Linked DNA regions of Drosophila melanogaster: regions 1 and 3 are each linked to region 2. The links are chromatin contacts, called in public targeted proximity ligation maps. All regions are on one chromosome and are shown on one strand. The core of a region is the stretch at or near the end of the contact, and the rest is flanking DNA. Distances in the headings are between cores, read along the strand shown. Region 1 holds the start of Spf45 (Spf45,). Region 2 holds the start of Nubpl (NUBP iron-sulfur cluster assembly factor, mitochondrial). Region 3 holds the start of Cul2 (Cullin 2).

Evidence for each region.
Region 1: a contact with region 2 is called in a targeted proximity ligation map of the Kc167 cell line, with 2.1 times the contacts expected there. A contact is called at or near these places in 2 of 107 Hi-C or Micro-C datasets (the S2 cell line and embryo) and 1 of 7 datasets of targeted methods (the Kc167 cell line).
Region 3: a targeted proximity ligation map of the Kc167 cell line shows a contact between it and region 2, with 4 times the contacts expected there. A contact is called at or near these places in 15 of 107 Hi-C or Micro-C datasets (the Kc167 cell line, the S2 cell line, cellular blastoderm embryo and 6 more) and 2 of 7 datasets of targeted methods (both in the Kc167 cell line).

Annotation. Positions count from the first base shown.
Region 1 is chr2L:23,066,843-23,070,152 of dm6, forward strand. It overlaps Spf45 (Spf45,), which reads right to left and starts at 1,544. Exons shown (of 3, transcript NM_001042961.3): 1 at 1,358-1,544; 2 at 303-1,302; 3 at 32-241. The coding sequence starts at 1,474. The coding sequence ends at 147. It overlaps lncRNA:CR43242 (long non-coding RNA:CR43242), which reads left to right and starts at 2,163. Exons shown (of 2, transcript NR_048041.1): 1 at 2,163-2,419; 2 at 3,050-3,310.
Region 2 is chr2L:22,237,646-22,241,293 of dm6, forward strand. Nubpl (NUBP iron-sulfur cluster assembly factor, mitochondrial) reads left to right here and starts at 2,271. Exons shown (of 2, transcript NM_001273759.1): 1 at 2,271-2,458; 2 at 2,509-3,648. The coding sequence starts at 2,287. The coding sequence ends at 3,218. lncRNA:CR43765 (long non-coding RNA:CR43765) reads right to left here and starts at 2,068. Exons shown (of 3, transcript NR_073822.1): 1 at 2,049-2,068; 2 at 1,782-1,979; 3 at 1,538-1,712.
Region 3 is chr2L:21,656,847-21,660,408 of dm6, forward strand. It overlaps Cul2 (Cullin 2), which reads left to right and starts at 1,889. Exons shown (of 9, transcript NM_165390.2): 1 at 1,889-2,115; 2 at 2,249-2,426; 3 at 2,994-3,218; 4 at 3,277-3,562. The coding sequence starts at 2,308. It overlaps lncRNA:CR43144 (long non-coding RNA:CR43144), which reads left to right and starts at 779. Exons shown (of 2, transcript NR_124416.1): 1 at 779-821; 2 at 987-1,403.

The DNA.
Region 1 (3,310 bases), core at 294-2,793, 830 kb after region 2:
AAATATACATAAATATGGTCAAAATGTTTTTGTTTGATAGAAAGTAGTTTTTAATAGAAATTTACAAGACTAGTTCTGTGCGGTAAACATTTTTTAGGCTATCAATAACTTAGAAAAAAATAAATGCAATCTTAGTTGTATTAGTTCTAATGTAATTGGAAACATTTAAACTTATCATAGTTGTAAAACCCCGCTCGCACTTGACGTCCTCCAAAAAAACGTCCATTAAGGTCCACTACAGCTGCAAAGAAAAATAAAAGCTAACTATTTACCAAACAAAGTATTCACATATGTATAAAAACCTTTAATTGCACTTTCGATCCGCCTAAACTCTACGAATATTTTAACTGCATCTTCTGGCACAGTTCCGAACGATTCGTGAATGATTACACTGTTCACTTCCCCGTACTTGGTGTTGCATTCGTCTTTTACCTCGGGTTCCAATTCTTCGTCAACGTCCCCGGGTCCTACCATGTTGCGTAGAAGAACAACCTTGCTTGGTGATTTCATAATCTCCGTAATGCTGTATCCGATGTCACCACTCTCAGCCGCCGTGTCTACCATCTGGGGAGGAGGCATGGCCTTGTGGCTGGGACTTGTTCCTATTTGGGAGCCAATAGAAGGTGGCGACAATGCTAGGGGTGGCAGAAAAACGTCTTTTTCGTGTATGATCCGTCCACCACGTTTGGAGGTTTTCTCTACTTGAAGAGCTATGGCCATGCCCTGCTCCGATTTTCCGAGACCTTGACCATCCTTAAACCCATATTTTGCCATAATTTTGGCGGCCACCGAGCTGGCAGAATATGGCATAGTATTAGTGGCTTCACAACCACTATCAATGGACATTTCTTGGAGGGAAGGAGGGGGAGCGATTGTGGCACCTCCCTGTTTAGCTACAAGGCCCGGAGATGGCAAGTACATGTCATCATCGTTTTGCCGGTGGCCAAACCCGCTGAGCTTCAGGTTAGGGGCTGAGACTTCGTCTCTATAAAATTCTCGACGACCGACGCGTCCACGTTTACGATCTTTTTCTTTGTCATCTCGGTCTTCTCGATCACTTACGCCTGCTCGATTTTTGTCACTGCCATTACTTTTCTCTTTAAGTTTTTCATATTCATTTGGCCTTTGAGGATCGTATTCATCGGCAACGTCCCAGTCCCCCCTGTTTATCCTTTCCAGTATGGATGGAAGGGCTTTACCACTTATTAATGGTTTGGATACAACTGTAGTAATTGGAGCAAAACATGTAACTTCTGGATCTGCAAGGCGTTTGGACCTTAGATTAACCACTGGCGTCATAAGCTACATAGGGTGTATTAATAATTGTATGATCTATATCGGCAGATTGTATACTCACTGGTTTTTTGACAGCCATTTTTACTGCCAGCTGGGTCTGTAACATTTTTATTCCCGAAGACCATCCATCAATCTGGCTAGATCGAGCCCTCGTATCAATGCCGTCATACAAATCCATTAACAAATATATCAATACTAGCACCACCTTAAGATATTGATGACAACGAGCTTCAACAATGTTTTTATTTATTTTCAAGGCCCGATAGATTTAATGACTATCAACTGTTCGACTTAATGTCCGATTCACACAGAGCCATATCACTGCAAGAAAGGATGCCCTATCGGGCAAGAACAGATAAGCTACAATAGAAAAAAGTTTACAAATCTATTTATTTATTTAAATTTATTTTAAAATTTTTCTAACACAAAAAAACGCATGCGTCTATTTTATGTTGAAACTTAAGTCAACTACATGGGTCATCGAACTGTTTTTAATTTCACTGTTTTACTAAAATAAAAACTATTGCACAACGATTGCCTTGCATCTATGGCATAGTCATAGTTAGTAGAGCTTACGACTTACACGCTAAATATTATCGATATTGAAGAAAAAAATTAAGAAGAGCTTACAGTTGTTAAAAACAAGTCGTACTTCATAATGTTTTCGTTGCTTTCAAAATAAATACCTTGAAAGAAGGTATTTAATTACCTATGCACGATAAGATACTACTATCATCGAATATATAGGAAACAAACCCCTTTAAACGCTACGAAACAAGGAAAATGTTACTACTTCTATTCATGAGAGTGTGGGCGGGGCTTAAATCGAATAACTTTGTATAAAGATTTCCCATAGTTAACACAAGTTAAACTTCTTAAAACTAATAAAAGCAAAACAAGCATCAATTTTTCACAATTCAAAATTTTATGATAAATAATGCTTGAGAGAGCCAGTAAGAGCGTCGTCTGTTTAGCCGAACCATTTGATTTTGTAATGGTTTTTGTAGCGATAAATTGTGCAACAGTTAATGTATAGTGGATTGAACTGTAGTTACTCGATTGCCAAGACATAATAAATCGACTGAGAAAGTAAAGGAAGATTCCTGCGGGGAATGTGCTTTTCGTAAGTTTTGCATATCTTAGCATTTTCATTGTGTCATTTAAAGAGATTTGTAGATTAGTGTTGATCAAGATCATACAGAATTGCCAATTACATGCGGCACGGGGACTACCGATGTCTAAGCAAAGACATTCGAATATCAAGAGGTTTGTGACGGCCAAAATTGCTCTTACTCCGCCTCGCGTGAAATTGAGAGCGTAGAAGACGATTTTCGAACCGAAATTAATATTGATCTAAGAAGCGAAGTTACATATTTAAAAATGATTTAAAAATTAATGCCTTGACCATTATTGTTTTTATTCTTAATGTTATTTAAATTATTATCAACCGTTCACATAAATATATTTTATTGTTTATAATTAATATTTGTAAAATGGTACTGGAGACATACTTCAACATGAGACTGTGAGCAACATAACAGAATTAAAATTATGTTTATTATTTCAACTAATAAATCAAATGAATTTTATCTAAAATTGTGGATAAAACTTTTGTAATTTAAAAAATAAATTTAAAAAATATATATACATTTTAAAAAATGTATTTCATAAAAACTATACAAACATACATACATAGTTAAAAATGAATATTTATATAATAAATATAAATATACAACTTGTTGCTAAATTTTAGGGCACGACATGCGGATTTCATACGTCGCGAGCTGAATACTGTGAGGAGTCTTAAAACTCTCAAAAAATACAACTTAGGAAAGCTGCTTAGCAACAGCGAAGACGGCTGGAATGTGAGAGTTGTCAGGCGGCCAGGTCGAACGGAAAATAATGGACCTTGGACCCCGACAAAGTGGAGAGACCGTGAACTAACGGTATTGCGCTGGACCTTTGACTCGAGCTCTGGACGGCCAAGGCCCAAGGTCGAACGGTAACAATGCGG
Region 2 (3,648 bases), core at 1,021-3,520:
ACATCGACAGTCGCAGAATATACGAAGCCGTGGGGAAATTCATTCGGGTCGAATGATGTATCAGGAGGGCCGATTGTGGGAAATGAACAAGATCAGGGAACTAAAATGAACGATGAAAGACAGAGCAAGAGAGTAACGCGCAGTGGCAACGCTTATTAACGAAAAAACCAAAAAGGAGGGACTTCGAGTAGAATGGTGAACGAGCAAGTTTTTCAATCGCGCTATATACTTATACAACTATTATTATAAATAAAATAATAATAAGCAAGAACTATTGTCATTAAACAATATAAAGTGTACTATAAACAATTGTCATTAAACAATAAAGTAACACTATAAAGTAAAATTACTACATGTATGTTTCACTACCTATCCTTTTTTTTTAATACAAAGGCCGTTTCTGCCTGCTTCGTTTTTTTTTTCGGAATTGAAGCAGCATGTACGAGAAGTACTAATTTGCTAATTTTTTTAGGTTGAGGCTCTGCATATTCAAATGTTAACTGTTTTCGACCAGCTTTGCATAGTGTAATTTCTGGCTATGAATAACGACAACAATTTTAGACGGAAGCCACAATTAATGATTTCGTTTGAATTTCCTTAAGTGCTTGTTCACATAAGAACTAAATTGGTTCACTTTCCTTAAAATTGTAATATTTTGCTCTTTAGGCACAAAGTTCTCTTCTAAATATAACTGTTAACAGCGTCTGCATCGTTGTTGCTCCAAACACTCAGCTGCACTTCATGACTAAACTCATACACACCTACAACATAAAATGTTTCGTAAAAAAGGGCAAATTAGGAATCCAAAAATGAAAGCAGCATTAAAATATCAGTCACAAAAAAAATTACATTTATACCAAAATTTGCGGCTTTTAACCCATAGTTGCCGCAATGGCAACAATTTATTCAAGACCCTTAGTTCCTCTTTTAAAACATCCTGACGACCTTGAAGTACTAACGCCAGTGCACTTCTTAGGCACTGCCCCCCTCGCCTTGTTTGCTGAGCCTGATTTCACAAAATTAAATCTCAACCGATTGGATCGCTGGCAGCGAATCACTTACTACCAGTTAATATCTAACGCTTCTTCAGCAACGTTCCAAATGGCGAGCACAGAAGACAGACGTTCAAATCGATAATGTCCTTTTAGTAAAAGACGAAAACCTGCCACCCCTCAAATGGCCACTAGCTCGAGTAATAAATCTGATCCCTGGACTCAATGGCGTCGCACGAGTTGCTGTTCAATAGAGCCGTCGCTAAACTTTGCGTTCTACCCAAACAGGATGATGTTGTCAGCTAGAGTCCACCAACGGGGGGAGGATGTTTGGTTATGCAGCCAAACTCTTATACACTGATGACGCAATTTTGACTTACCCATTTATGGATTGTTTTTCTTTTTTATTGAAATAAAAATCTATAAACAACAAACTGCATTCTATATAAACTTTTTATTTATAGAATTGTTAAACTTTTAAGGGAAAAAAATTTCCAAAGCTCTCGCTCAAGCCGTTTTCCAAATATCTCACGTCAAATATTTTTGCTCAGGGGGCGCTAACCTGGTTTTAATTTTTATTCTGTGAAACTTGCTCATTTGGCTTCTGCATTCAGTTAACAATTAAGTGTTGATCGCACCGGTATTGCTATGATACACTTTAACTCAATCGGTTCGGTACGGGCCGCCGTTCGATATACCCTAAATAGACCCTAAAAAAAACTGAAATATTACTTGAAAAATTAACTTTAGCGTGTTTATAAATTGCCACACCACTTCTCCACCACTTGCCTCAACATGTTCTTCATCCAAGCTTGGCGAGGTTCGCCGAAAAATGTGACAGTTTAAATGTCAGCGGCAGGCAGAGACTTTTCACAGAGTAAACCGTTTTACGAGTATTCTTGTACTGCTGTTACTACTGTTGTTCCACTGTTGAGTTTTGACTGGTTTATTTGAATTACGTGGTAAACGTGGTCTAACGTGGTATTCCTATCGTAAACAAACTGCTCGCTATAGACATTCATTAGATGGGTTATAATAGTATTAATAAATATATACCGTCCAGTAAAAATACTCGCTTTCCCAGTTTTTTAATCTGCTCAATCGGTCGCTTCAGTCGCCAAAGAAAAATGCTAAATACCTAGGAATATTAATTGAGCTATCGAGAATTATCGAAAAATGACTTCGCAAAATAGGAATGATGGAAATGTGTGAGAATCGGCTATAAAGCTGTCGTCGCTGTTTTCACTATGAGTTTTATTTTTAGGATGGAAAATAAATTTATCGTTTTGTAACAATGGAGCGTCTATTGATCAACACGATATGGCGCTCCTACGCAACAAAATTAACTGGGTCCCAGGTGAAGTTAATGGCGCGGGGATTGCCTAAAAAGCAACCGATTATTGGAGTACAAGATATTATAGTCGTTGCCTCTGGAAAGGGTGGTGTTGGAAAAAGCACCGTGGCAGGTGTGTACTCACATATTTCGATTCATGGGTTATTGGAGTCCTTTTCACAGTTAATTTTGCCTGCAGCTTGGCAAAACTAGGAAAGCGAGTAGGATTGCTGGACGGGGATATCTTCGGGCCTACTATTCCACTTCTCATGAATGTCCATGGTGAGCCGGTTGTGAACGATAAGAATTTGATGATCCCGCCGCAAAACTACAATGTAAAGTGCTTGTCTATGGGCATGCTGACACCTGTAGAGACCTCTGTTATCTGGCGAGGTCCTCTTGTAATGTCAGCAATACAACGACTGCTAAAAGGTACTGATTGGGGGCTTCTAGATGTCCTAGTTATAGATACTCCACCGGGCACTGGAGATGTACATCTCTCACTATCCCAGCATGCACCTATCACAGGGGTTATCCTGGTAACAACACCTCATACTGCAGCTGTTCAGGTGACCTTGAAAGGTGCAAGCATGTACGAAAAGTTAAATGTTCCTATCTTTGGCGTAGTAGAGAACATGAAGTACACCATTTGTCAGAACTGTAATCAACGATTGGAGTTTTTTAAAGACAGCCGTATAAGTTCTCTACCGCGCAAGCTAATTTCTCTTCCGTTAGACTCACGAATAGCGGATAGCAACGAGAGTGGAGTGCCTGTTGTAATAAAATATCCGGACAGCAAGTACTCTTATCTATTTACCCAATTGGCTGAGGAGATTACACAAATACTTAACGAACAAAGATGTAATCAAAATCAAAATAACAGTGCACATTAAAAAAAATTTGTGTATATCAAAAATTCTTATTACTTACATTTGTTATGCTGTACCGCTAAAACCAATAAAGTTATCAGGGGAAAGGGACTGTTGTTTCGTTTCCCGCATTTACATTAAACAACACACCACAAAACCATGTCATGCTTCACAGCTAAGACTAAGAGAAGGTTTCAAACTAGTTCTGCTTTTTGTGGATTGATTTTTGCTGGTAGTTTCAAAAATGTAACGCCAACTAGCTGAAATCCTCTTCTGGCTTCTTTAATCTAGATTGCTCATCTTGTCTGTGACAGATACAATCTTCATGTTTAAATATGCCCTCCTATAGCAAAACGTGTCCCGGATATTAACCATCTCCACGCTTTCAAACAGGCTCTGAATTCGTGCGCTTGTGAGAATTACTATAGTATTCGCACCTCTAAATTTGGATATA
Region 3 (3,562 bases), core at 639-3,138, 580 kb before region 2:
GAGACCCACTCCAGTCCGCACTAGTGCACACCGCATTTTTCTGTACGCTTCCGTTATTCCTGCAGAAATCTACTTGCACCCGCTCCTACCCGCGACCAGAAACTCTAACGGTTCTCTGCCGCGCATCAAAAGAATAGAAAAGGCAATTACTAGAAATGTCGTTACATTTAAATGATCTGCGACATATACAAGTTGTCCACGTACATGTTGATATACAAATTCAAAACTCCAATCTCAGCAGCAGATAAATAACCAAACTTAAAGTAAACACCAGTCAGAAAATTTCAATTTCACAATGCTGTGAAATAATTTCAGTATAAAGCTTTTATCCTAAACATATTTGAAGTTCCAGAAAATTCTAAAAAATTTCTAGGTTGAGTGGATTAGGATTTAGATTTAGAAAATCAGTCTAAGTCCGGACGAGATTGTGAACATTTTCAAATTAAGGATAAGATAAGATAAATAAATTTTAAATTTTAATTTACATGTATCTACATATGTTGGCTGTTGTCTATCCCAGTTTCGAAAACAATGCATGTAAAAAGCGTGTAGTCACAGAAAAATTATATCTCCACGAAAACTGTGGATTAAATTGTAATCAAACTTTTTACACAAATAATGAAATTACAACATTTTTAAGATACCGTGCAATTTGAAGTTTATTTAATTTTTTGGAATTCACCTCCAAATAACGATTAAGAAATAAATACAAAACGTCTGCCGTGCTGATGGCTCAGGCTTTCCTCAGGCTGGAGTACCCCCCATGCCACAGCTCTAAACACTAAAGTCGATAACCACCGACGTCTCACAACACTGAAAATGTAAGCAATGTTAAAGCGAACACAAAGACAAAAAATTTAAATGTTTTGAAATGCTTAGAACATCACACCTTTTGGTAAATCGGAGTCCGAATTCTTTAAATAATTCTCGGTATATATATTAATTATTTTTTACATCATTTACATCTCAATCCATTTCTCCATCAGTATATGGTATCACACTTGGATCGACGACTGCTACATTGGATAGGTCAAAGTGAAATGTGTGGATGGCCTTTGGAAGCTACAAAGGCTGGAAATAGTGGTAGGCGATGTGCCAATTTTTGGCGCATATGGAAGGTTGCAAGTATTGATCACCGGCGGCTACGGTGGATGTGGCTCCAATTTATTCTTTGGAGTAAATTTCCGGTTTGGTGGATAAAAAAGTTCCAATCGACTGACAACCAACAGACAACTAAAAAAATTTGGCGCTCAACGATCTTAGCCATTGACAAATATGAGACTTTCTGATTTTTTGAGCTATACATTTTGTAAATTTTTGTTTCTTTAAGCTTAATGGTTTTTTCGTTTGTTTATCTTAGCCTTTATATATTTTCTTAGTAATTAAACATGTATTTATTTTGTATCTATCTCTTTGTATTTGTATTTTTTTGTATGTATCTCTGTTTGCCTTTTCGAAAGCCACATCTAGGCACTTAACAGTTTAGACCTTTAAAACTCGGTCTGTACAAAATGGATCATTCTTCTAGATCATACACTTACCTTTAAGGCATAACCCTTAACTCACTTTTGAAATCTTTTGAAAATGTATATTCTTTTGAACAAAAAGGTTGGCACTCGAGAGCAATAGCAATACGTATAAGCAATCGAAAAAAACGAAAATCATAAAAAATCCTAACATTATTACAGTTCACATATGAAATCAATTTAGGTTTGTGCACTTACAGTTTTTTAAGAAAATGGCTTTGGCCAGTTTTTAGGCAGGAAGGTAAAAAATTTGTTCAGTGGATCGGCGTTGACAATAAATTAAGATCAAAACAAAAGCAAACGTTTCGGTAGTGGAGACACGACATTCTTTTTACATCGAATTTTTTGTCGAGTTCAAATATCGATAGATTATATCGATATCGTCTTCGTCTGACAAACCATTTCACGATACCAAAAAAAAAGTGCAAAAATAACTAAATTCTCGGCGTAATTATTTAGTAAATAGCGTAGCTAAGCAGCAGGTGAGTAGGTCGCAAGCGCGCCCCTCCACGATCCATCAAGCGGTAATTGGCCTGCTGTGCAATTGCTCGAGGACAAGGCCATTTGCCTGGTGGCCCCCACGCAAAAAGTAAGCGATTATGCCAAAAAGCAAAGCAGAAGTGGTCTCTGCCAACGCATGAGGGTCGCTCGGTCGCCCATTGTTATATTTGCGAAGGCAGAATCAGTCGGCGTTCTAATTAGCGTGCACCCTGTCCCATCAGAAAACCCTTCCAAATCCATATCCAGACGGACCACGGATTAGGACTAAGACCCATTTGACATGTCGCTCAAGCCCAAAATAGTGGAGTTTGTCGATGTTTGGCCGCGCCTGCGCTGCATCGCCGAGTCGGTGATAACGCTCACCAAAGTGGAGCGCTCGGTGTGGAATACTAGCTTCAGGTACGTCTTGGCAACGGTCGGAGTATTAAACAGCCTGGAGAGAGATATTGTGATAGGTCACTAGAGACTACAAAGTTACCCAACTCAGAAGAAACACAAATAACACTAACTAACTTTTAAATTAATCCAACATAAGTAATGGTTTCAATCACATTATTTTGCATTTGAGTTGGTAAACTATGAATGTACTAGTACCTAGCGGTTCAACTATATATTTTATTCAACAGCAAAATTCACAAATATAGCTGCTAGCGAGGCGAAAATGATTTGGTAAATGTCGTAGAATCTTGATAAATGCAATCATAGTTTTAATAATAAATGCCTGTTTTCTAGCTTGAATTTAAATATTTTGACCGCTTAAAGGTTAAACTAAGTTCAAGTAAATATTAAATAGATCGATGACGTATCTTTTTAAAATTAATAATCAAAACAGTGTAACGCAGGCTGCTTTTATTCTGACCGCAACTGTTCGTATATATGTGTGAAGCGTGAGTTGCCAAAATAAAATTTCTAAAATAACGAGCACTAATACATCTGTCTTTCCAATCACATTCCTTTAACATATAGCGACGTTTACACACTGTGCGTGGCGCAGCCGGAACCGATGGCTGATCGTCTTTATGGCGAAACAAAACACTTTCTTGAGCAGCACGTCCAGGAGATGCTGGCCAAAAAGGTGCTGATCGAGGGAGAATGCTCCCATTCCAATGGTGGCCCAGACCTTCTCCAGCGTTACTACATCACCTGGATGGAATATAGCCAGGGTATCAAGTATCTGCACCAATTGTACATGTAAGAATGCATCGAAGTCTGTAATAACTCAATGATCGTTGGAATTAATTTCCTTTAGCTACCTGAATCAACAACACATCAAGAAACAAAAGATTACCGATACGGAATCGTTCTACGGTAATCTGTCAAGCGATGCTGCGGAGCAGATGGAGATTGGCGAGCTAGGTCTAGACATTTGGCGCCTGTATATGATTGAGTACTTGTCCAGCGAACTGGTCCGTCACATACTCGAGGGCATTGCCGCAGACAGAGCTAGCAATGGCACCTTGGATCACCATCGCGTGCAAATTATCAACGGAGTGATACACAGCTTCGTGGAGGTACAGGACTATAAGAAAACAGGC